7 separate regions of the Mus musculus genome follow, and all the other regions are linked to region 2. Evidence: chromatin contacts called from public HiCAR-type, HiChIP or PLAC-seq and promoter capture Hi-C data. All regions are on one chromosome and are shown on one strand. The core of a region is the stretch at or near the end of the contact, and the rest is flanking DNA. Distances in the headings are between cores, read along the strand shown.

Region 1 (2,894 bases), core at 31-2,530, 770 kb before region 2:
ATCCCAGCCCTTTTTTACCTTTCATTTTAAGACTGTCTTAAGTTTTCCAGGCTGGCCTTGAACTTGCTTTTTAACCTAGATTGACTTTGAATTTGGCAATCCTCCTGCCTCAGCCTCCCAAATAGTAGTATTATAGATGTATGCCTACTCTAGTTAAGATGGTTGCTTTCAGCCTGTCAGGGAAGATGTTCATGAACCGAGAGCAACTAATAAACTAAGCTAATAGGCAGAAGCCTCCTGGAGCTCTCTTGATCGCCACAGCGCTACCGGAAGATGTGGCTGAGTTTGGCTCCGCGTGCTGTGGCTATGAACAGAGCTTTAATGATGTGCATTGTCTTTTTCTCTTCACAGCGCCATCTCCGTGGAGCTGTACTACATCTTTGCCACAGTCTGGGGTCGAGAGCAGTACACTCTGTACGGCATCCTCTTCTTTGTCTTCGCCATCCTGCTGAGTGTGGGGGCCTGCATCTCCATTGCGCTCACCTACTTCCAGCTGTCTGGGGAAGACTACCGCTGGTGGTGGCGATCCGTGCTGAGCGTCGGCTCCACCGGCCTCTTCATCTTCCTCTACTCAGTTTTCTACTATGCCCGGCGCTCTAACATGTCAGGGGCAGTACAGACAGTAGAGTTCTTTGGCTACTCTTTACTGACTGGCTATGTCTTCTTCCTCATGCTGGGTACCATCTCCTTTTTTTCCTCTTTAAAGTTCATCCGTTATATCTATGTTAACCTCAAGATGGACTGAGTTCTAAGCCACAGAACTCTGGCTCTTTCCTGCTTTCATCATGCCCCATTGATTTCACTTGATAGCTTCTCTTCTGACCGAATTGTGTGATGGCATTGTCGCCTTCCTTCCCTCTTTAGAGAGGACCTGGAAATTAAAAATCTCTATTATATAAGGAATATATATATTTGAACTTTTTAAGTTGCCTTACGTTTTGGTCCTGATTTTTTTTTTCTTTTTACAATTATTAAAATAAAATTTATTAAGAAAAAGGATCCTGTCGTTGGAAGTTTTGGTCTAGTTATAGAAACCCGAGGCCTGTTGTCAATGCAGTTGTTTTGAAAACCCGAGTTCGCTATTGCCACACAAACTCTGGACTCTGGGAACTGTCGGCACAGGGAACCCACGGTGCCGAGGCTCTGTCAGCGGGTGCTCAGGCAGACGGAAGCCCAGACTGACGCCAGCCACCAGCTTTCCGCAGTTTTTGAAGGGAAGCAAGCTGAATCACCCAGGCGACAGGAGAGACGCAGAGTAACGCCCTTTCCGCCGGAAGTTGCTGTCGGAGTCTCCACGTGCCGATCCTCCCCCTCCCCACCCGGCCCTGTAGCAGCGGCGGCGTCGGCGGCGGCTCGGCAGCTGCCATGGAGCCTGCGGGTTTGGAACAGATCCTGAAGGAGCTGCTGCTGCCCGACACGGAGCGCATCCGCCGGGTATGGGCAGGCCTGACCGGGCTACGGGGATGGGGAGGCTGTGGGAAAGGCCCGGTCTTGACCTCCCAGCCTTCCATCAGGCTACGGAGCAGCTCCAGACCATCCTTCGGGACCCTGCTGCCTTGCCCGCACTCTTCGATCTGCTGGCAACAGCGACCGACTCTCAGGCGAGTCACCTGCCCCTCCTTGCCGAAATTCTGAAATTCCTCAATGTGTCCCTGGTCCCGCTCCAGCCTCCGCCCCCTGCGGTCCTAATCTGTTCATCATCTTCTTGGTGCCTGTGATTCTCATTTGGCTGGCAACCTCTTCTCACCCCAGATCCGCCAGTTTGCAGCGGTCCTGACCCGCAGAAGGCTGAACAATCGCTGGCGACGCCTGGCACCTGAGCAGAGGGAGAGGTGGGCTAGATTTAGGATGGGAGGGGCCGGGCCTAGTCTACTTTTTGACAGGCCGAGTACTAAGCCTTTGCCACCTGTCTTCCAGCCTCAAGTCCCTGGTCCTGACAGCACTGCAGAAAGAGACAGTGTAAGTGTGGAGCACCCACTCTCGGGGGTCCTAACTGATTGGGGCTGAGATACTGGACTTCTACCTTCTTTTTCAGCCCCAGACTAGGACTTAATTCAGGCCTAGAAGGTGGAACATGTGAAAACTAAAGTTTTTTGTGATTTATTTTTCATTTTTTAATTTTTTGGTTTTTCTGAGACAGGGTTTCTCTGTGTGGCCCTGGCAGTCCTGGAGCTTACTCTGTAGACCAGGCTGGCCTTGAACTCAGAAATCCGCCTGCCTCTGCCTCCCAAGTGCTGGGATTAAAGGTGTGTGCCACCACTGCCCAACTAAAACCCTAAAGTTTTTGAGAATGGCTGAAAATGATCAGCTAAACCCAGATAGGGAAAACAAGACTGAATTGAATTCAGCCTGTCCAGTGGTGCTGACCGAGCCAGATCACAATGCCCCCCTCCTTTCCTCACCCCCAGCTGTCGGTGGTCTTATGGGGTCTGCCTTAGGAAAGACCGTGCACATACCTGCATTCTCTTTCTGGCCACTCCTTGGGCCTGGGGCATTGTTTGCAAGGGAAGGGTGGTAAAAGGTGTTTCTATATGAATGGACCTCCTCTTTGTAGGCATTCTGTGAGTGTCAGCTTGGCCCAGCTCTCAGCCACCATTTTTCGAAAGGAAGGCCTACAAGGATGGCCTCAGTTCATGAACCTTCTTCAGCACAGCACTCATAGTTCCCATAGCCCCGAGAAAGAGGTACTGGCACTGCCCTGTTGGCAGGAAGGAGGGACAGAGGCTGGATAGACCACGAGACCGTCTCTTCTCCCCTGCTCCTGTACAGGTGGGACTTCTGCTGCTGAGTGTGGTGGTGTCTTCCCAGCCCGAGGCATTCCATGCCCACCAGCACGAGCTGCTTCAGCTTCTGAATGAGACGCTCAGTGACGTCAGCTTTCCCGGAGTGCTCTT
Region 2 (2,700 bases), core at 72-2,571:
GCTATACTTGGGTGGAGTCATCCTTTGGCCATCTTTGATAGCCATTTGAATTTTTTGTTAAGATTTATTTTTTAAACGTATGGGGGGGTGGGGGCAACAACATGGGACAGTGTCAGCGCACACGCTCACACAAGGTCTAGAAGAGGGCTTCAGACCGGATAGAGCTGGAGGTACAGCTGACTGTGATATAGGTGCTGGGAATCTATCTCAGGTCCTCTGTCAGAGTAGCATGTGCTCTTAACCCCTGAGCCATCTTTTCAGCCTCCATTTGAGTTCATGTGACAGTAGGTAAGGAAGAGTCGACGGTGAGGTCTGAGAATACAAGCAAAGACTGATACTGCCCTTTTCTTTCTTTTTTTTTTTTTAAAGATTTATTTATTTATTATATGTAAGTACACTGTAGCTGTCTTCAGACACACCAGAAGAGGGCATCAGATCTTGTTACAGATGGTTGTGAGCCACCATGTGGTTGCTGGGATTTGAACTCCGGACCTCTGGAAGAGCAGTCGGGTGCTCTTACCCACCAGCCCTCTTTTTTTTTTTTTGTTTTGAGACAGGGTTTCTCAGTAGACCAGGCTGGTCTCGAACTCAGAAATCCGCCTGCTTCTGCTTCTGAAGTGCTAGGATTAAAGGCATGTGCCACCACTGCTCGGCTGATATTGCCTTTCAGCCAGGGCTATACAGAGAAACCCTGTCTCGGGGGAAAAAAAAAAGTGACCCAAATAACCAAGATTGAGCTTCAAATGTCAACAACACAAGTCACTTCAGAAGTGCTGTTTCCAAGTACAATGGGAAATCCTAAATATTCTAAATTTGGTTGAGAACTTTGTACCCCCAAGTATGGAGAGTATGGTTTAGTGAACAGCACATCTTACTACACCCTAACAGCGAATCCCAGAGTATTTCGTCACTGAGAATACTTTCGCCACATTGACCTCAAAAGTGACCGAAGTCCTGGGTACTTAAGATGCTCGTCTTTCTGGGGGCTAAACATCTGATCCTTCTTGTGCGCATTCTCCGTGGTTTTAAGCGTTTCGTCACGGCTGCCGCTGCTGGTAGCGCTTGTGCTCCAGTTTGACTGGTGGTAGATGTTTTAAAAGGTCTTCCGAGGGCCTTCCTGCGGGACCGGGGGCCAGTTCAGTAAAGAACTTTGGAAGGACCACAGGATGCAGAGGTCCACTGCAGACGCCGAGTCCAGGAAGACATGTTCCCAGCCCCACGCGCCTACACTGACCGGTTCTCCGCAGCCAATCGCGGACCTCTGCTGGGACCCACGCAGCCAATGGCGGACCCAGTACGTTGTGCATCAGCCCGCCCACCAATCCGGACCTCGGCTCCGCCTCCGCCTCCGCGCCGCACTGGTAGGGGCGGAGCGCCTCGGTCCAGGGGTAGGGGGCAGCGGCGGTCCAGGGCTTTGCGTGGCGCCAGGAGCCGGGCGTGCCGCAGCCCCTCGCCCTCTTGGATCCTCTGTCCTCTTCCCCCTTCCCGCCCCGGCCCGCAGTGCGAGGCTGGGAGCCGCCGCCCGGGGCCGCGCCGTGGTGAGTGACCGACCCCCCCAGCCCCTGGGCCTGCCTCCCGGCCGGTGCGAAACCTCCGACCCTCAGAGCCCCATCCTCGTGGTGGGAGGAGAATCCTCCGTTGGAAGTCGTCGGGTTCTGTCCCTCTTTCCTCCCCTGGACTTTCGAATCTGTGTTGTTGTAACTGGGGGAGGCTAAGGAGTGTGTGTAGTGGGGGGATGGGAAAGGTTGGGTCGGGACGCCCTCTGTGAGGATGCAGGTTCACCTGCCTCCTGGAGCTGACCGCCCCATGTACTTGAAACTTTTTGTTCTCTGACCCAGTTCCGGGCCCTTCAGATGCCTCCCGGGCTTCCCCTGTCCCCATGACTACCTCCTGGCGACCTCAACAGGCATTTACAACTAGACCTCACTTATAGGGAGCAGTGCCATTTGGTAATGAAAGGTTAAAAGGAAAAAACCCACAACTGGCCCCCGACTCTTGTGCCCCACCAACCGGAAAACGAAAAGGCCTCACAGGTTCCTGGTGTTGCAACTCAGACTTGTCAGCTGGAAGAAAACTCAAGCTTGAGACTTGTCTGAAAATCAGTGTGGGCCAAGATCGATGCATATTATGAACTCTTAGTCATGTCTCAAATCCATTTATATTGTTAGGATAGGTAGACAGCAGTAGTTGCAAAAGCCAGAAATCAAAAAACTAAGATACATGAATTATCCTAAACCTTACAATTGAAAATAAATATTACCAGTCTTTAGTGTATTGTTTAACTCCTCTTTTTAGTATTAATTGCACACTGAGAACTTTTAAAACTATGAATGCCGGGGCCTAGCAAACACAGAAGTGGATGCTCACAGTCAGCTATTGGATGGGTCACAGGGTCCCCAATGGAGGAGCTAGAGAAAGTACCCAAGGAGCTAAAGGGATCTGCAACCCTATAGGTGGAACAACATCATGAACTAACCAGTATCCCGGAGCACTTGACTCTAGCTGCATATGTATCAAAAGATGGCCTAGTCTGCCATCACAGGAAAGAGAGGCCCATTGGACTTGCAAACTTTATATGCCCCAGTACAGGGGAATGCCAGGGCCAAAAAGTGGGGGTGGGTGGGTGGGAGAGTATGGGGGACTTTTGGGATAGCATTGGAAATGTAAATGAGGAAAATACCTAATTAAAAAAAAGAAAAA
Region 3 (2,732 bases), core at 114-2,613, 630 kb before region 2:
AGGTGCTCTGGGGTATGAGAATCTGTTTTTTATTATGGCTGCATGCCTGTCTTCTGATGATGGCAGGGAACCGAGTATGGCATTTGTGGGGATAGGAAAGTGTGAATGAGTGCTGGCTTGCATATGAAAGGGGACCGGTGCCAGACAGTTCTTGTGAGGAGGGTGGGGTGAGAGAAGGGTTTAATGTTCCAGTGAGCCCATATCCGTTTTCTGACAGACCCATCCAAGTATTATGTGTGTGTGGTGTGTGTGTGTGTGTGTGTGTGTGTGTGTGTGTGTGTGTGTGTGGTGTGGTGTGGTGTGCATAGATGTGTGCAGTTTCTGTAAGGTGTGTGTACAAACATCTCGTGACTGTGCATGTGTAGGTGTCAGAGATCTCCAGAGTGCAATAGAGCTCTGAGTATCCTTGAGCGTCCTGCTTTCTGCATGGGCTAGCCTGTGCTCCTACCTTTGAGGATCAGGGTTGTGGCAGGGCTGGAGGGTCTGGGGGGGGGTGTAATTAGAGGAAAAACATCTGGGAATCACTGGTCCAGAGAGCTCTTGAGATGTGTGTGGATGGTGGGTGAGGAGAAGGGGGCAGGCTGGGACGGGGGCTGTTGGAAATGAGCCGCAGAAACCTAGCTTTTGGTTTTAGCTTCAGTCGGGGCCTCTGCCTGGACTCCCCTCCTATGCCCCACTGGCCTAGGCGCTAGGGGCCTCTCTAGGGCCAGTTCCGGGGCGGGGCCGGGAGGAGGGAGGGTGTTGAGATAAGCAGCAGTCAGGACCAGGGGCAGCTCCCAACGCCTGGCCCCGCCCGGCGAGGGTGGGAGAAAGCTGGGACTCTCCGGAGGGAAGACTGGATGCTTTGCAGAGGGGTGGGTCAAGAACGCTGAGAATCAGCCCCCAAGAGCGCCAGGGAACTGCTCCTGTCACCAAAGAGCGGGACGGGCGGCTCCGGGACAGGAAGGTTCTGATAGGGTGAGGCGAGTGGGGCAGAGAAGGATGCTCCACGGAAAGCAAAGCTGGGTCTAGAGATTCAGAGGAAGGGACTGCCTAAGAGCGAGGGATGCGTGAGGGGGCGGGAGGCGCCGGGCTGGGGTGTACCGCAGGAAAGCACTGGGTCTCGATGCTCGCGGACCCGGTGTCCGGAGATGAAGGCAACCTCGTACCTTGCAGCTCGCGGGTGAGCTCCACGCTGGCCTTGGCCATGGCGGCCGCCGCTGCTGCTGCCGCCGCCGCCGCTGCTGCTGCAGAGGAGCCGCCGCCGCCGCCGCCTCCCGAGAGGCGCCGCACATGCTAGTCCCGGCTCCGGCAGGGCCCGGCGCTGAGCGCTGCAGTAGCGGCGGAGCCCGCTCCCGTCAGGGGCGGCTGCGCGAGCGCTCCTCCCCCCCGGCTACTGAGCTCTGGGTCTCCCGCCCCTCCCGGAGAGTTGGCCAATGGAGCATGCGCGCTGAGCTTCCGAGCCGCGTGAGACCCCGCGCGCGCTCGCGACGACCCCTCCCGCGGACTACCTCGTGAGAAGCCCGGAGCGCGGCGCCTGGTGTCCGAGCTATCTCAGGGGCGGGGTGCAGCGTTTCTACTGGCGTGCCACCCACGCCTCGGCCACCCGAAGCAGAATTCTTCAATTTCTTTGTTTATGTGCTTCGGTACCCCTCCCCGGGTCATTCTTGTATGGCCCCGCCCTCCCACTCCTTCCAGCTCAGGAACGGTCCAGCTCGTCCTTGCTGACCCTGGAGGGAACTCTGAATCAAGGACGATGCTGCAAAAAGACCTGTCCGAACGTGCGGGAGGGAGTTAGTTCTTCTTCTTCTTCTTCTTTTTTTTTTTTTTTTTTTTTTTTTTTTTGCTCGCTAGTCTAGTCTCGGGGATCCCCGTGGCGTCCTTGGCACCGTCCCTGGGGGTGTGAGGCTAAGAGTAGCACCTGGGAGTTCCCGAGCTACCTCCCCCAACAGCTGGCAAGCAGCTCCGTGGCAGGCAGACGTAACCACCCTTGAGCGGCAAGCTCAGGCCTTGGAGATAGGGAGGAGGGCTAGGGAGAATTCAGAGATCCAGCACTGCTTAGACTTCTCAGATACACTAAGCACCTCACATTGAGAAATAAACACGCACTGATTCAGAGCAACGCGATCATCTTCATTTTATTTGTACCTTATACGTAAATTGTTAATTTCTATCTCTGTTCAGGTCTGTCCCTTCTATCTCTCCTCAAAGTGTCCAGAGGCGAGGATGAGAGGGATTTGATCTTCACTAAAGTAGCCACAGTCTTCTCAGCAAGCCCTTTTCCCACTACCTATCCCCCAGCTTCCCGCCCCCTCCCCAAAGCCGTTTTCAAGGCCATAGCAACAGCAAGGATGCTCATCTGACCACACTTCGACCACAGGGAAAGCAGGAACTTATCACTGGGCAGAACTGATTTTGTGAGGTGAACAAGATGTTAGGTGGTGGCAACGAAGGGCGACAGAGGCAAGGTGGACTGAGCCCGCCCCACACACCTGCCCTGGTAGGCTGTTTCTGGGTCCTCAGAGGCGAGAAGGGGTTCCTCCCCCCACTACTACGGTCTCTCCATTGATGTAACTGGCGTCTTCAGAGCATAAGAAGGAAACTATGCCAGCACAATCCTCTGGCTTGCCTAGCCTGGGAAACAGGAGACAAGGAGAAAGCAATTGTCAAATAGGTTAGCTAGCCTCTCTCATCTGGTTCACAGGACATGAAATTTGCTTAAGAATTATCAGGTGGGAGCTGGTGAGAAGGCT
Region 4 (2,700 bases), core at 13-2,512, 680 kb before region 2:
TGTTTTCCAGAAGACAAAAAAGGCAGCATACTTTGTGTGGCCCCAGGGGGTGGGGGCACAGCAAGGTAGGTCTCTTTGTGTGTTTTTCTGCACATGACAGTTTCCCTGAGAAATTAATTTTAAATGCATGATCCTGAAAGCTTTGATCCCCAGGTATTGGCTCCAGTTGTCTTATGGGAAGCACAGCTTCTCCCAGCCCCACCCCAATTCTCCTGCACGCCCCTGAGAGGGACCTTCTCTCTATCCTTCATAGACCACTCTCACATGGATTAACCAAGTAAACTGCGAAGAAGAGATAAGGAGTCAGTTTAGACTCTTTTACATCCTAGACCATGGAGAGAGGGGTATACGGAGAAGAGGCCCGGTTGTATGGGGGGTGGGGCAGGGGGAGCCAGCCAGGACAAGCCTGGGGTCCAGGACCTACTGGGGGAAGCCGGCCAAGTTAAAAAGGCAGTCTGCCCTCCTCCCATCTTGCTTGCTTCCTTCCTTCTCTCCCTCCCTGTCTCCCTCCCCCCCTAGTCCCCAGAGGCTTCACTGGGCTTCGTGCCAGGTTCCGTTCTGTTCTCAGGGAGGCTGCAAGTGATGTTTACCTTCTACCGTCTTTAGGGAGCTTTGAGCTCGGGTCCCCGGGGCCTCAAACCCTATGGCCTCAAGGCCTTAATGGTTACTCACACACTGAAAGCTGGACTAGGAGCCCTTGGTCTGAAAGAATTACATCTGCTAAGTAGAGCATTTGCAGAGATAGGGCTCAGGAAGGCAAAGGAGAAGGGGGAGGAGGTTGCGAGTGGCAGCTAGAACAGCACACAAGCCGCAGGGAGGGACAGAAGAGCACAGAGGCTGGCTAGGAAACCTGGCATGGCTGGGGATGGGAATGCGGAGGGGGGGGGGGATGCACCACCGTGAGACCCACACTGATTAATAGCCACCCTGCCAGTCTCTTCCTAGGATGGGAAACAAGCGGAGGAAGCCCGGAAGGTGGAGCGCGGAGTGGGCCCCGGGCTATGGGTCACTCACCGCAGGCCGGGGAGGTACATAGCAGCCATGGCACCTGGACTGGCGCTGCGGGATGGCCACAGGAACGAGCGCAGTCGGGGAGACAAGGAAGGCGGGGAAGGAAGGAGCATAGCAAAGCCAGAGGGAGTTGAGGTTGGGCGGGAGGCGCTTAAAAAGGAGGCGGGCAGTCCCCGGGGCGGAACCTAGCTGGTTCTCTCGCCCTTCTGTAGGCCGGCTCACTAGCCCGGGCTCAAGGCCCCGGGCTGGGTGAAGCCTCCGCCCCACAGTCATCACATCCTCAAGCCATTGGAGGCCGGAGTTCAATTTGGGATCCGCCCACTCGGCCAGCCACGCTGTAAGATACTGATGTAACTTTGAAGGCTGTTGCTCCTTAGAGAAAGCAACCAAGAGATGTCGAATGCAAAACAAGTTAAGAGTGAGGGATGAGACCAGGGCTGGGGAGCCCAGGATAACAAGATGCCTAAACCCTCAAGGTCTAGGTTTGCTTTTCCAGAGCACTCCTAGCCTCAGGCTTTTCTTTTCCAGGGTCCCAGATGCTAACTAAGCTCTCCTTAGTCCTCAAATAATAACAAAACCAAACTATTGTCCGTGCCCAGCTTCTTATCAAGGGAGTTTCCTCTAGCACCATGGAATTGGTGGGGTGTTTCAGGCTTACAGACATATCCTTGGTCCTCTAATGCCCTCCCCCACCTAATCCCAAAGAGAGTCCTTGTGTAATTTCTCAACATTTCATTCCAACTTGAGACCATTGGGTATTCAAATGCTGTACCAACCCAAACTCAACGCATCCATGATGCTCAGAATCCTCTTTCTGGTTGCAGCACTGTGACTTTCTTTGGAGAACCATCAGATCATGTGGGTCTGACCTTGCTTCTCTTAGGGCCAGTTTGTGTGGCCCACACCCTGGCCACAGCAATCAGGATGTTCAGAGACGGGGGCATGGGATCCCTGTCTGAGACCTTTTCTAACCTTTGGACATGAGCTCCTTTTTTTGCTGGATTGCTGAGTCTGTAGAGTCTAAGTTGGGTTCTGTTGGGTGTCAGCTTGATAATGCAAAGCACCAACCTGCCTGAGGCAGAGGCAGAGCAGTGAGACAAAGATCAATAGATGTCCCCTAACCACCCCAGTGGTCTTTATTAAGACTGTCTGAGGGCTTCTTTAAAAACCCCTTCTTCTTTTGGGGGTTAGGATGGAAACTGTGAGCAGAGATGCTCAGTGCTGTGGAGCCTGAGTTATGGCAGGGTCTCCCTAAACAGCCAAGGGCTCTCTTCCTCTCCTACTCTTGCTGGGGTAGGTGGTCCAGAGTTTCTTATTCTTTGGAGGCCATGTGGACCTTAGAGGACTGTGTGGACCTAAATGGTCCACTGCTCTGTTGCTGTAGCCAAATTATCTGTCATACCTGGATATGAGCTTGATAAAGTGGTTATTGAGAGCAATGCTAGTACCACTATCAAAGGTAGAATGGATGTTGCTGTTAAAGTCTCAAGAGGCAACTGGTCCCTATATCAGCCCAGGATGCTTCAATGCCTGCCTCATCATCATCTCCTCCTCCTCCTCCTCCTCCTCCTCCTCCTCCTCCTCCTTCTTTTTCTGAGACAGGGTTTCTCTGTGTAGCCCTGGCTGTCCTAGAACTCACTTTGTAGACCAGGCTGGCCTCAAACTCAGAAATCCGCCTGTCTCTGCCTC
Region 5 (3,008 bases), core at 70-2,569, 800 kb before region 2:
TGTTTTTGTTTTGTTTTTGTTTGTTTGTTTTGTTTTTGAGACAGAGTCTATATAGCTCTAGCTGTCCTGGAACTTAGTATGTATACCACGCTGGCCTTAAACTCAGAGATCTGTCTGCCTCTGCCTCCTGAGCATTGGAATTAAAGGAGAAGGCCACCACACCCTTGAATTTTTAATCCTCTCTCCTTTGCCTACCTAGTAGGTGGGATTACAGGCATGACCCACCTGGCTTGGCTTTTCAACTGAAAAACATTTTATTCCATTATCCCAAATGATTCTGGATGGGTTGTGTCCCCTGCACACTGAGCCCAGGGGAATTATTTCTTCAAAGTTCTAAATACCAGTTTAGCCCGCTTTTGCACTCCACCTGTGAAGCAAGCTCAGGTAGTGTTTGGTCCTCGTCCCGTAGAAGGATCACTAGACTAGGAAAGCCTACTCCAATGTGGGCTTCGGTCAGTTCTAAGCTCACAAGTGCCAAGTGTTGTCACACTTCCTGACTCCATGTTAAATGACTCCCTTGGTAATTTGAAATCGGACATGGTAGCTAGCTGTGGTGGTTCACGAATGTAATTCCAGCACTTGGGAGGCTAAAGCATGAGAATCAAGAATTCCAGAGCAGCCTAAGTTGCATACCTAGTGAATTAAAGGTTACCCTTGCCTTCATAGTGAGATCCTACCTTGAGAAAGGAAGAAGGGGGGCGGGGAGAGGGGGCGCGGGCGTCTGCAGCAAGAATAGTTTCAGAAATTGGCAAGCACTACAAATCCATTTGTACAAACTCACATCTGTTAAAATACTGTTGCTGAGGACGGTAGAAACCAAAAGAAATCCTTTCCCAGGGCAGCCCTCCTAGCCCTTCACAGTGGCTTGAAGAAAGTCTCAAAAACCTTACGGACCCACCCCTTTATAAGACTAGATTTTCATTCATTGCCCATGCTGATCTCAACCCCCTGCCTAGGCCTCCTGTGTAGCTGTGGTTAAATCACTTTGGGGTGCAGACACTACATTCTTTCTGCTTATACTGTTGCTGAAGACTAGTTTTTTATACTGTCAAGATTCTGACATGAAGACAAGATGAGTGCAGAGTAATAAACTCATGAGATGAGGTCTCAATTTCAAGACAGAAGTGCACAAAGAAAGCTGTGGCTTCTCTAGTGAGAAGTGAGTTGGGTGGTGTAAGGAATACTTTGTGGCCCGCGCCTTGGAGGGAGGTGTGGTCGCCGGTTGCAGCTATTCTCCCCGCAGAGCCTCCGAAGGCGCTCTTGCGCTGTCGGAGGAGGCCGAGCGACGCTCTAGTCACCCGGGCTTTGCCGGTTCTCTGTGGCTCGCCCGCCGCCTACTTGGCCGCCATAGAATTGGGACACACTCAGCGCCAAGTTTGGATTTGCGGGTGGATCATGACGCGGCTGCCAAAGCTTGCGGTTTTTGATCTGGGTAAGGAACGGCAGGGGGATTTTATAAGGCGCTTCCCTTTTCCGCTCCCCGCGGTAGCTAAGTGTCTGCACTCCTCCAGCTTGAACCTTCTTCCTCCTTCCTCTTGCAGATTACACGCTCTGGCCTTTCTGGGTAGATACACACGTAGACCCCCCATTCCACAAGAGCAGGTGAGACTATAAGAGGTATGGGACCAGAAAAGACATTGCGGGAACTGAGCGTTCTGTCATATTCTCCAGCGATGGAACTGTACGAGACAGGCGGGGCCAGAACATCCAATTGTACCCGGAGGTGCCCGAGGTCTTGGGAAGACTGCAGAGCCTTGGCGTGCCTGTCGCCGCTGCTTCTCGGTGAGATAAGTAACTGTGCTGCAGACTCAAGTAGATGCATAAAGAAATTGCACTTAACTCCCTGAGTACCGAAAACTAGGAAGTGCAAATGTAAAAATATTTTCGTTGCTTTTCTTTCTTTCTTTTTTTTTCTTTTCTGTTTGTTCGTTTGTTTTTGTTGCTGTTGTTTTCGAGACAAGGTTTCTCTGTGTAGCCCAGGCTGTCCTGGAACTTGATCTGTAGACCAGGCTTGCCTCCAACTCACAGAGATCCACATGCCTCTGCCTCCCAACTACTAGGGTTAAAGACATGCGCTATCCACTGCCCGGCCTTCGTTGCTTTTCTATCATTAGCTTTCTGTACTTCTAAATTACTAAAGATTAGTTCAGCGCTAGCTATGTCGGAATCTCTGGAACTGAATAACAGGGCAAAGTTGTCCCTTTATCCCCTTATACCTAACTTTGCCTGCATCTCTGGCACTCCCCTAATGCATGTATTTAATGCCTTTTTTTTTTTTTTTTTTTTTTTAAGGACAAGTGAGATACAAGGGGCCAACCAACTCCTGGAGCTCTTTGACCTTGGCAAATACTTTATTCAGCGGGAAATCTACCCAGGCAGCAAAGTCACACACTTTGAGAGGTAGGCAGACAGCTGGTGTGGGAGCAAGTGGACTACAAAAGAAGTCAGCTTGACAAGTGGTTACCCCTGCCTTGTTCTTCACAGGTTGCACCACAAGACCGGAGTTCCTTTCTCTCAGATGGTCTTCTTTGATGATGAGAATCGGAATATCATAGACGTTGGCAGACTTGGTACTGAGTCACTGCTGGGGGGTGAGGGGGGGGGAGTTCTTAAAAGAAGATAAAGTAAGTGTAGGGTGGGTAGTATACGGCAGAGCCTTGAAAGTGTGGTAAAATGTGACTGCTCTTTGTTCCAGGCGTTACCTGCATTCACATCCGGGATGGGATGAGTCTTCAAACGTTAACTCAAGGATTAGAGACATTTGCAAAGGCCCAAGCTGGACTCTGAGGTCCAATCCTGTGGATAAGCCTCATCTGCAGTGTAAAACTAAAATCAAGAAAGCCTTGTCAGGGGCTCTTGTATTAAAGTGTCCACGTGTGACAGTCAGGGTTCTGCCACCGTATGGGTTGTTTCCATTTTTCTTTTCTTTTTCACAAAGATTTATTTATGTATATGATACTGTCATTGTCTTCAGACACACCAGAAGAGGGTATCGTATCAGATCCCAT
Region 6 (2,739 bases), core at 180-2,679, 630 kb after region 2:
AAGTAGGTCAGGAAATGAAGCTCAGATTTGTGCTTAAGACCATAGGTCTTCACAGGAGATCACTTTAAAGACAAAGCCGGAGTAGAGTAGCGTCTGCTGGCTGAAGTCTAGGCATCCTGTATCCAGTGAGCTCTGTGTCTCTCAGGAGCAGTAAGTTTGCCATATATGGGGAACAGCCCTGTCGTGTTCCCCTGAAGCTGATTACCAAATGACCCGTGCTCCAGAAGCCCTCCCATAGGACTGCACGCTGCCATAGGCTGAGGAACTCACGCTTCTGTTGCCCGGGTCACACTGGATCAAATCAGTCTCGGGTGTAGCTGACTACCCCTATCCTGGATGATTGAGGCTTGCCATTCAGTGGGTAGTCGGCCATTAGTGGTACTGGCCACTGTTGGAGCTGTTGGAAAAGGAGACTCCCAGGCCTTACCCCCAAGCGACAGAAGCAAAGCTTTGCATTTTAACACGGTGCCAGGTGGTGGTGTGCACCCGGAAGTCTGAGATGCCCGCATTTCCAGCTCTGGGTGTATCCTGCAACTACCCGGAAGCTTAACAGAGCTTGAGCCTCTCCATTCTTTATTAGCTCTTTGCTTAGCTAGACATACTCCAGAGTGAGTTAACAAGCCTTTTAGGAATGGTTGGGTTCAATATAATGACAAAACCTGGCAGGGGTCCTGTGGGCCAAGGCCTAGCACTGAGGAGAAGTTCACTAGGATGGCTGAGCGATCAGTGTGCTCGACACTCGTGCAGACATCCTGCAGCTTTCCCCGGAGAAGTGGATGAGGTTTACTTTGGATTCAATAAGCAGATATTTCAGATATGAAAAGCAATCGGACTTTAAGAGCAAAGGAAGACGTCACAACAGTACGCGTGAAGATTTACATTTCTCGCAGTGGCTTAGAGCCACCTGGGCCGGGTACTAGTTTCCAGGCGCAGATCTGCTTTTGTCTCGGGGTTGTGATTTTCCCCTTGGACTAGCCTTGGCGGCAGGCGTAGCTTGTTGTGAGTTTGTACCGTTTACAACAGTACAAACTACTTTCAGGGGTCTTGAGTTCAAATTTGAAAATGCACCATAGGCTTGCTGTAGACTTTAGTTAGCTTGCTCTGTGGCTCTCAGTTCCATACGCACAGAGAGGCTAACCGTGGGTTATTCCTCAACTAGGGAAGGGCCTTCCACAAGGCTCCCCGGGCGGAGGGGTTGGTTTTGCTGACTCAGGTACTGTATGGGCTGAGGGATGGATGTCCTGCTGTTTCCTGCAGCTTCCAGCTCACACCTCCTCTGTGTGTGTGTGTGGGGGGGGGGGTTATTTTTATTTCCTGTGTTCAATCTGTGGGGCTGCAAGCCATTTACCACAACTACTGTACATTGTTCCTTGCTCGGCAGTGGTGGGAAACAGCCCTTTGCACCCTCTGCCTACACACTTCCTGTCACCACGGCATGCAAATGTTCCTCCTGCTTCCTCTCCCGGCAGCCTGCACCTCTGCTCTTTGATCACGTCTGTGATCTTGGCCCACAAAGCGCTCTTGTTATGATTGTTGGAACATACTTGGGGGAAGTGACAGAGATTTGTTCCCTTCTTTGGGAAAGTCAGCAAGCCAGCCAGCATCAGCTAGTTTCCAGCACCTGGAAGCTACTAGCTCAGTTGTAGTTCTGGTGGGTTGTGGACTGGAAGTCTAGGCTAGTGTTTGGGTGCCTCATGACTTAAGATTTATCTTAGGGTTTTCATTGCTGTGATAAAACGCCATGGGGTGGGGTGGGGGGTGGAAGCCCCATGGGAGGAAAGGGTTTGTTTCAGTTTACAGCTGAAATCCATCAGTCGGGGAATCGGGGAAGTCGGGGCAGGAATGCAAGGCAGGAGCTGATGCTCAAACCAGGGGTGAAAGCTGCCTGCTGCCTTACAATACCTTGCTCAGCCTGCTTTCTTATAGCAGGGCCAGCTTGCTCAGGGTGGCACCACCTACAATGGGTTGGGCTTTCCCTCATCAGTTACTAAGAAAATGCCCCCACAGGCTTGCCCATCAATCTGAGGGGGACTTTTTTCAATTGACATCCCTTTTCCCAAATGATTCCAGACTGTCAAACTGACATGAGAACTAGCCAGTATAAGACGATAGCTAATTAAAAAAAAAAAAAATTTTTTTTTCCCCTGGGTATGTGTGGTCCTTTACCTTGAATAAGAACTTTAGTGAGAAAGAAAAAAATGAGAATTTCTGTCAGACTAGACAGAAATATTTTACTTACTTAATTTTGAATTTATAAGTCTGAGCACACATTTTTTTTTTTCCTAATGTGGGCAGCCCGGTATTGTGGAATGTGCTTTGCATGATGTAAAGTGTTGAATTGAGACTGTGTTCCGCTACATATTGTCTTTTGAACCTTAGAGGACCCTCTGTCTGTACAATTCTGTAAATAATTAATTAGGCGCCTGGGCTGTGCCCAGTAGGCATGGGCTATAAAGATAAGAAGCAGCCTCGCTGTCTAGGGGGTGAGTAAACCCACTTATGCCCTGTGTGTCTCGCACAGTATCAAGTGCCTGTTCCCGTCTGCTGTTGAAGTTCTATGATCCCGTGAGGTTCTCTAATCTCACAGGGATGTAGTCTCCTTTCTCCAAGTGGGGAGGTGGAGCGTTGGGTTGCCAGTGTTAGGATGTGAATCTTCTTTCTGACTCAAAGCATTTATTTGCTTTGGATGAGCTAATGACTAATGAGTCTGGGAGCGGTGATGCTTCACGCATCAGCTAC
Region 7 (2,700 bases), core at 157-2,656, 600 kb after region 2:
TGGCATCCTTGGCGGAACCATCCCAGCTACTCATAGCATACACAATGGGCACCCTGAGTATCATGGGAACTCGCTGGATGAAGCACCAATACCTAGACCACAGATCTTGGCCAGTCTCAAAAGAGAGACTTCCTCTTTGCATTGTAGGCTATAACAAGTCAGACCATGACACCTGAACGAACCCCACACATCTCTAACTCTGGACAGCAGAGCTCAAGAGAAATGCTTCCCTATGAGACAGCAACACTGGCAGCAGTCCACACAGGCCTGGAAGGGGTGGGGGTTGGGGGACAGGGAGCTATGGGCACAGCTTGGCCTTTCTTCTGTACAAACAATCCAGAAAGAGAAAAGGCAACAGTGCCTGTCACACTGTGTGTCAGTGCTATTAGGGAGGTGAGAGCTGAGGTGGGAGAGTGAGGCAAGCAGCCTCTTAACATTGAGCAAGTCTCTGAATTTCTATGGGCATCCGCATCTGTTGCTTTATTTGTAAAACGGAGCTGAATGACCTGAGTCTTCTTTGGCTCTAGTGCCGTTTCCCGCAAGTCACTGTAGGCACCATAAATTTCCTCTTAGAAAGCAATACTCTTCTTGGGCAGTTCTTTTAGGTCCCTTACACGATTGTTTACTATTGATACAAAGTTATTTCGTTGTTCTGCAGATCCAAAAGGACAAATATTAGGTCAAGGGAAGGCCCTGTTCCTGTGAAACCCTTGGAGCTGAGTCATTCTCCTCTAAGCAACTTTTTCCCGATCCTGTTAGACCACCATCACACAGGTGGCATCTCAAACTTGATGGCCTTGGGCGAGCAGTAACCACATCCCAATCTAACAAACCTACTTCTGAAACCACGGCAGTAAGCATGTGTTTATGATTAAGAACACTATCAACTAGGATTGCAAGCAGAACGTAAAGGCGGCCAAGGGCTAAAGGAATTTGCAAGCCAGTTCCACACTAATTCCATCGCAGTGGAGACTTCTCCTACCCATGCCTTGTCCTTCAAGGGCTTTTCACACCCACGACTTTAGTTCCGGGCAAGTCTCCACAAGCACCACGTCCGCATCGGGAAGAGCTAGCTTATTCCTCGTGCTTTACCACTAATCTAACTGGGCTACCAGAGGGGCGATCGCGAAGACTAGTGGAAAGTCAGAGTCCCCAGGCTGAACGCAAGCTTAACCCTCAACACTCTCCCAGCTCCGCAGCCTTCTCATCTCTCAGCGCTCCCGGGGCTCCTGAGCGCAACCCATCCCTCCCTGGAAGCCAACCTGAAAGGAAAGGCGGGGAGTCTGAAGCTGTCCGCAACTACAGACAGTCCCCGGATCCTGGCCCGGACAGATAGAGACAGAAAGAGAAACGGACAGGAGTAACTCACTGCTGCTCCAGATCATCAGCCATAGTAAACAAGCCCTGCCGGGTCGAGCTGAGCCAGCCCATCCCTCCGCTCGACGCCAGAACCAGCTGACCCAGGGAAGTATCGGATAACAAAGGGGGCGGGGCCGGAGGCGGGGCCTGGGTCGCTAGCGGGGTTCTAGCGGGCAAAGTTGGCAGACCAACCGACTCAGCACATGGACAGCAATCAGTTGGGTGCTTCCTTCTGTTTGCTCCCTCTGGCCTGCGTCCAGGCTGAACACTACGGTCCCACAAAAGTAGGCTCCTTAATCCGGATCACATCCCTTTGGGGGACAGTGAGGGAGACAGGAAGACAGGTAGTTTAAAACTCAAAGTTCCTCACTGGAATGCCACCAGCCCCGCCTCCACACCTCCTTCAATTAAAGAGTGAAGGAACTGCTTTGCCTCTTGCTCACGTTCTCAAGCTTCCCTCTGTATCTCAGGTCACAGACGCTTCATCTGCCTTGGTAGTCCTATGGAAATGGTTTAGATGTCCGTGGAGTCATAAGGGTGCTTCCTATAAAAGGGCCTCGGATATTGTAACCCAAGATTTCCCGGTTCCAGAAATACAAAAAGCATGCTGCCTAGTTAAATTTTAGACAGCAAAGTTTAAAGCTAAGTAGGCTCCCTGTAGTATTTGGGGCATCCTGTATTCACAGCTCTAAGATGAGGGGTGACACCTGTCAGCATAAGCATTTCTCTGTTCTGGGGATGTCTTGCCTCAACCTACTTTCCAAGGAAAAAGTAGCAGTATCCTGCTTCCTTCCATTCGGTGGACCTCCCAGAGGAGGGCCAGTTAAAGGCCTAACGCATAAGGCTGGGCGTGATTAGGTATGTGGATATAAGATTAAGGATGTGGGATGTGAAGTGACTTAACCCAGAAGTTTTGAGCACATTTCAGGCTGGCTCGGCAGAGAGGCGGGACACATCTTGAAGCTGGCTTCAGAATTCACTTGAAATGGCAAAGGGGGTGTGGCATCCCTGGAGCCGCTCCCTTTCTGATTATCCACTGCAGTAGTTTAATCATACTTAAGGGGAAAGAATCTACTGAGGACTCTCTCTCTCTCTCTCTCTCTCTCTCTTACACACACACACACACACACACACACACACACACACACACGTCAAGGTGTATGTGTCCTGGGTTGGCCTCACATTGGATGTGTATCTGAGGATGATCTGTGCTTCCGAGTCTCCTGTTTCTATCTCTGGAGTGCTGGGATTATAGGGTATTCTGCCAGGCTTGTTGATTCAGGATTGTGGATCGAACCCAGGGCTTTCTGCTTGCTAGCTAGGCACTTTAGCAGTGGAGCT

The links. Promoter capture Hi-C pulls out the DNA fragments that hold promoters and counts their contacts. HiCAR-type assays count read pairs that join an accessible place to other places. HiChIP or PLAC-seq counts read pairs in DNA pulled down with a chosen protein or histone mark. Capture Hi-C pulls out chosen DNA fragments and counts their contacts.
Region 1: a contact with region 2 is called in a HiCAR-type map of astrocytes, with 2.8 times the contacts expected there. The contact joins the promoter of Ipo4 here to the promoter of Homez in region 2.
Region 3: a contact with region 2 is called in an H3K4me3 HiChIP or PLAC-seq map of embryonic stem cells, with 4 times the contacts expected there. The contact joins the promoter of Carmil3 here to the promoter of Homez in region 2. A contact is called at or near these places in 2 of 39 promoter capture datasets (liver and pre-B cells), 1 of 484 Hi-C or Micro-C datasets (embryonic stem cells) and 3 of 115 datasets of contacts at active chromatin or transcription factors (bone marrow-derived macrophages, embryonic midbrain and embryonic stem cells).
Region 4: a contact with region 2 is called in an H3K4me3 HiChIP or PLAC-seq map of embryonic stem cells, with 7 read pairs. The contact joins the promoter of Pck2 here to the promoter of Homez in region 2. A contact is called at or near these places in 3 of 39 promoter capture datasets (embryonic stem cells, liver and pre-B cells) and 1 of 115 datasets of contacts at active chromatin or transcription factors (embryonic stem cells).
Region 5: a promoter capture Hi-C map of adipose tissue shows a contact between it and region 2. The contact joins the promoter of Mdp1 here to the promoter of Homez in region 2. A contact is called at or near these places in 1 of 39 promoter capture datasets (liver), 1 of 115 datasets of contacts at active chromatin or transcription factors (astrocytes) and 1 of 9 other capture datasets (adipose tissue).
Region 6: a promoter capture Hi-C map of pre-B cells shows a contact between it and region 2, with 2.5 times the contacts expected there. The contact joins the enhancer-like site here to the promoter of Homez in region 2. A contact is called at or near these places in 4 of 39 promoter capture datasets (erythroid cells, liver, neutrophils and 1 more), 1 of 15 datasets of contacts at CTCF or cohesin (embryonic stem cells), 4 of 484 Hi-C or Micro-C datasets (CD4 T cells, LSK cells and embryonic stem cells), 2 of 115 datasets of contacts at active chromatin or transcription factors (double positive thymocytes and pancreatic cancer cells) and 3 of 9 other capture datasets (adipose tissue, embryonic stem cells and liver).
Region 7: a contact with region 2 is called in a promoter capture Hi-C map of liver. The contact joins the promoter of Abhd4 here to the promoter of Homez in region 2. A contact is called at or near these places in 2 of 39 promoter capture datasets (the HPC-7 cell line and pre-B cells), 1 of 115 datasets of contacts at active chromatin or transcription factors (pancreatic cancer cells) and 1 of 9 other capture datasets (liver).

What each region holds. Positions count from the first base shown.
Region 1 is chr14:55,634,070-55,636,963 of GRCm38.p6, reverse strand. It overlaps Ipo4 (importin 4), which reads left to right and starts at 1,280. Exons shown (of 30, transcript NM_024267.7): 1 at 1,280-1,434; 2 at 1,515-1,601; 3 at 1,753-1,832; 4 at 1,918-1,959; 5 at 2,555-2,684; 6 at 2,770-2,894. The coding sequence starts at 1,366. Tm9sf1 (transmembrane 9 superfamily member 1) reads left to right here. Exons shown (of 5, transcript NM_001360063.1): 5 at 352-999. The coding sequence ends at 745.
Region 2 is chr14:54,862,779-54,865,478 of GRCm38.p6, reverse strand. It overlaps Homez (homeodomain leucine zipper-encoding gene), which reads left to right and starts at 1,321. Exons shown (of 2, transcript NM_001177705.1): 1 at 1,321-1,538.
Region 3 is chr14:55,489,700-55,492,431 of GRCm38.p6, reverse strand. Carmil3 (capping protein regulator and myosin 1 linker 3) reads right to left here and starts at 1,363. Exons shown (of 40, transcript NM_001374104.1): 1 at 1,149-1,363. The coding sequence starts at 1,188. Dhrs4 (dehydrogenase/reductase (SDR family) member 4) reads right to left here. Exons shown (of 8, transcript NM_001037938.2): 8 at 2,092-2,613. The coding sequence ends at 2,499.
Region 4 is chr14:55,538,828-55,541,527 of GRCm38.p6, reverse strand. It overlaps Pck2 (phosphoenolpyruvate carboxykinase 2 (mitochondrial)), which reads right to left and starts at 1,262. Exons shown (of 10, transcript NM_028994.3): 1 at 1,015-1,262. The coding sequence starts at 1,043.
Region 5 is chr14:55,658,762-55,661,769 of GRCm38.p6, reverse strand. It overlaps Mdp1 (magnesium-dependent phosphatase 1), which reads left to right and starts at 1,319. Exons shown (of 6, transcript NM_023397.5): 1 at 1,319-1,432; 2 at 1,542-1,602; 3 at 1,672-1,782; 4 at 2,293-2,400; 5 at 2,485-2,570; 6 at 2,696-3,008. The coding sequence starts at 1,396. The coding sequence ends at 2,787.
Region 6 is chr14:54,232,156-54,234,894 of GRCm38.p6, reverse strand. No RefSeq gene overlaps it. Among named protein-coding and RNA genes, the nearest start is that of Dad1, 20 kb to the left of the region's middle. Within about 2 kb of position 1,429, at least 138 of the 459 cell types and tissues checked have an H3K27ac peak or open chromatin away from gene starts, as enhancers often do. A contact at or near this core is called in adipose tissue, double positive thymocytes, embryonic stem cells and 2 more, where this site is marked.
Region 7 is chr14:54,257,989-54,260,688 of GRCm38.p6, reverse strand. It overlaps Abhd4 (abhydrolase domain containing 4), which reads right to left and starts at 1,406. Exons shown (of 7, transcript NM_134076.3): 1 at 1,370-1,406. The coding sequence starts at 1,392.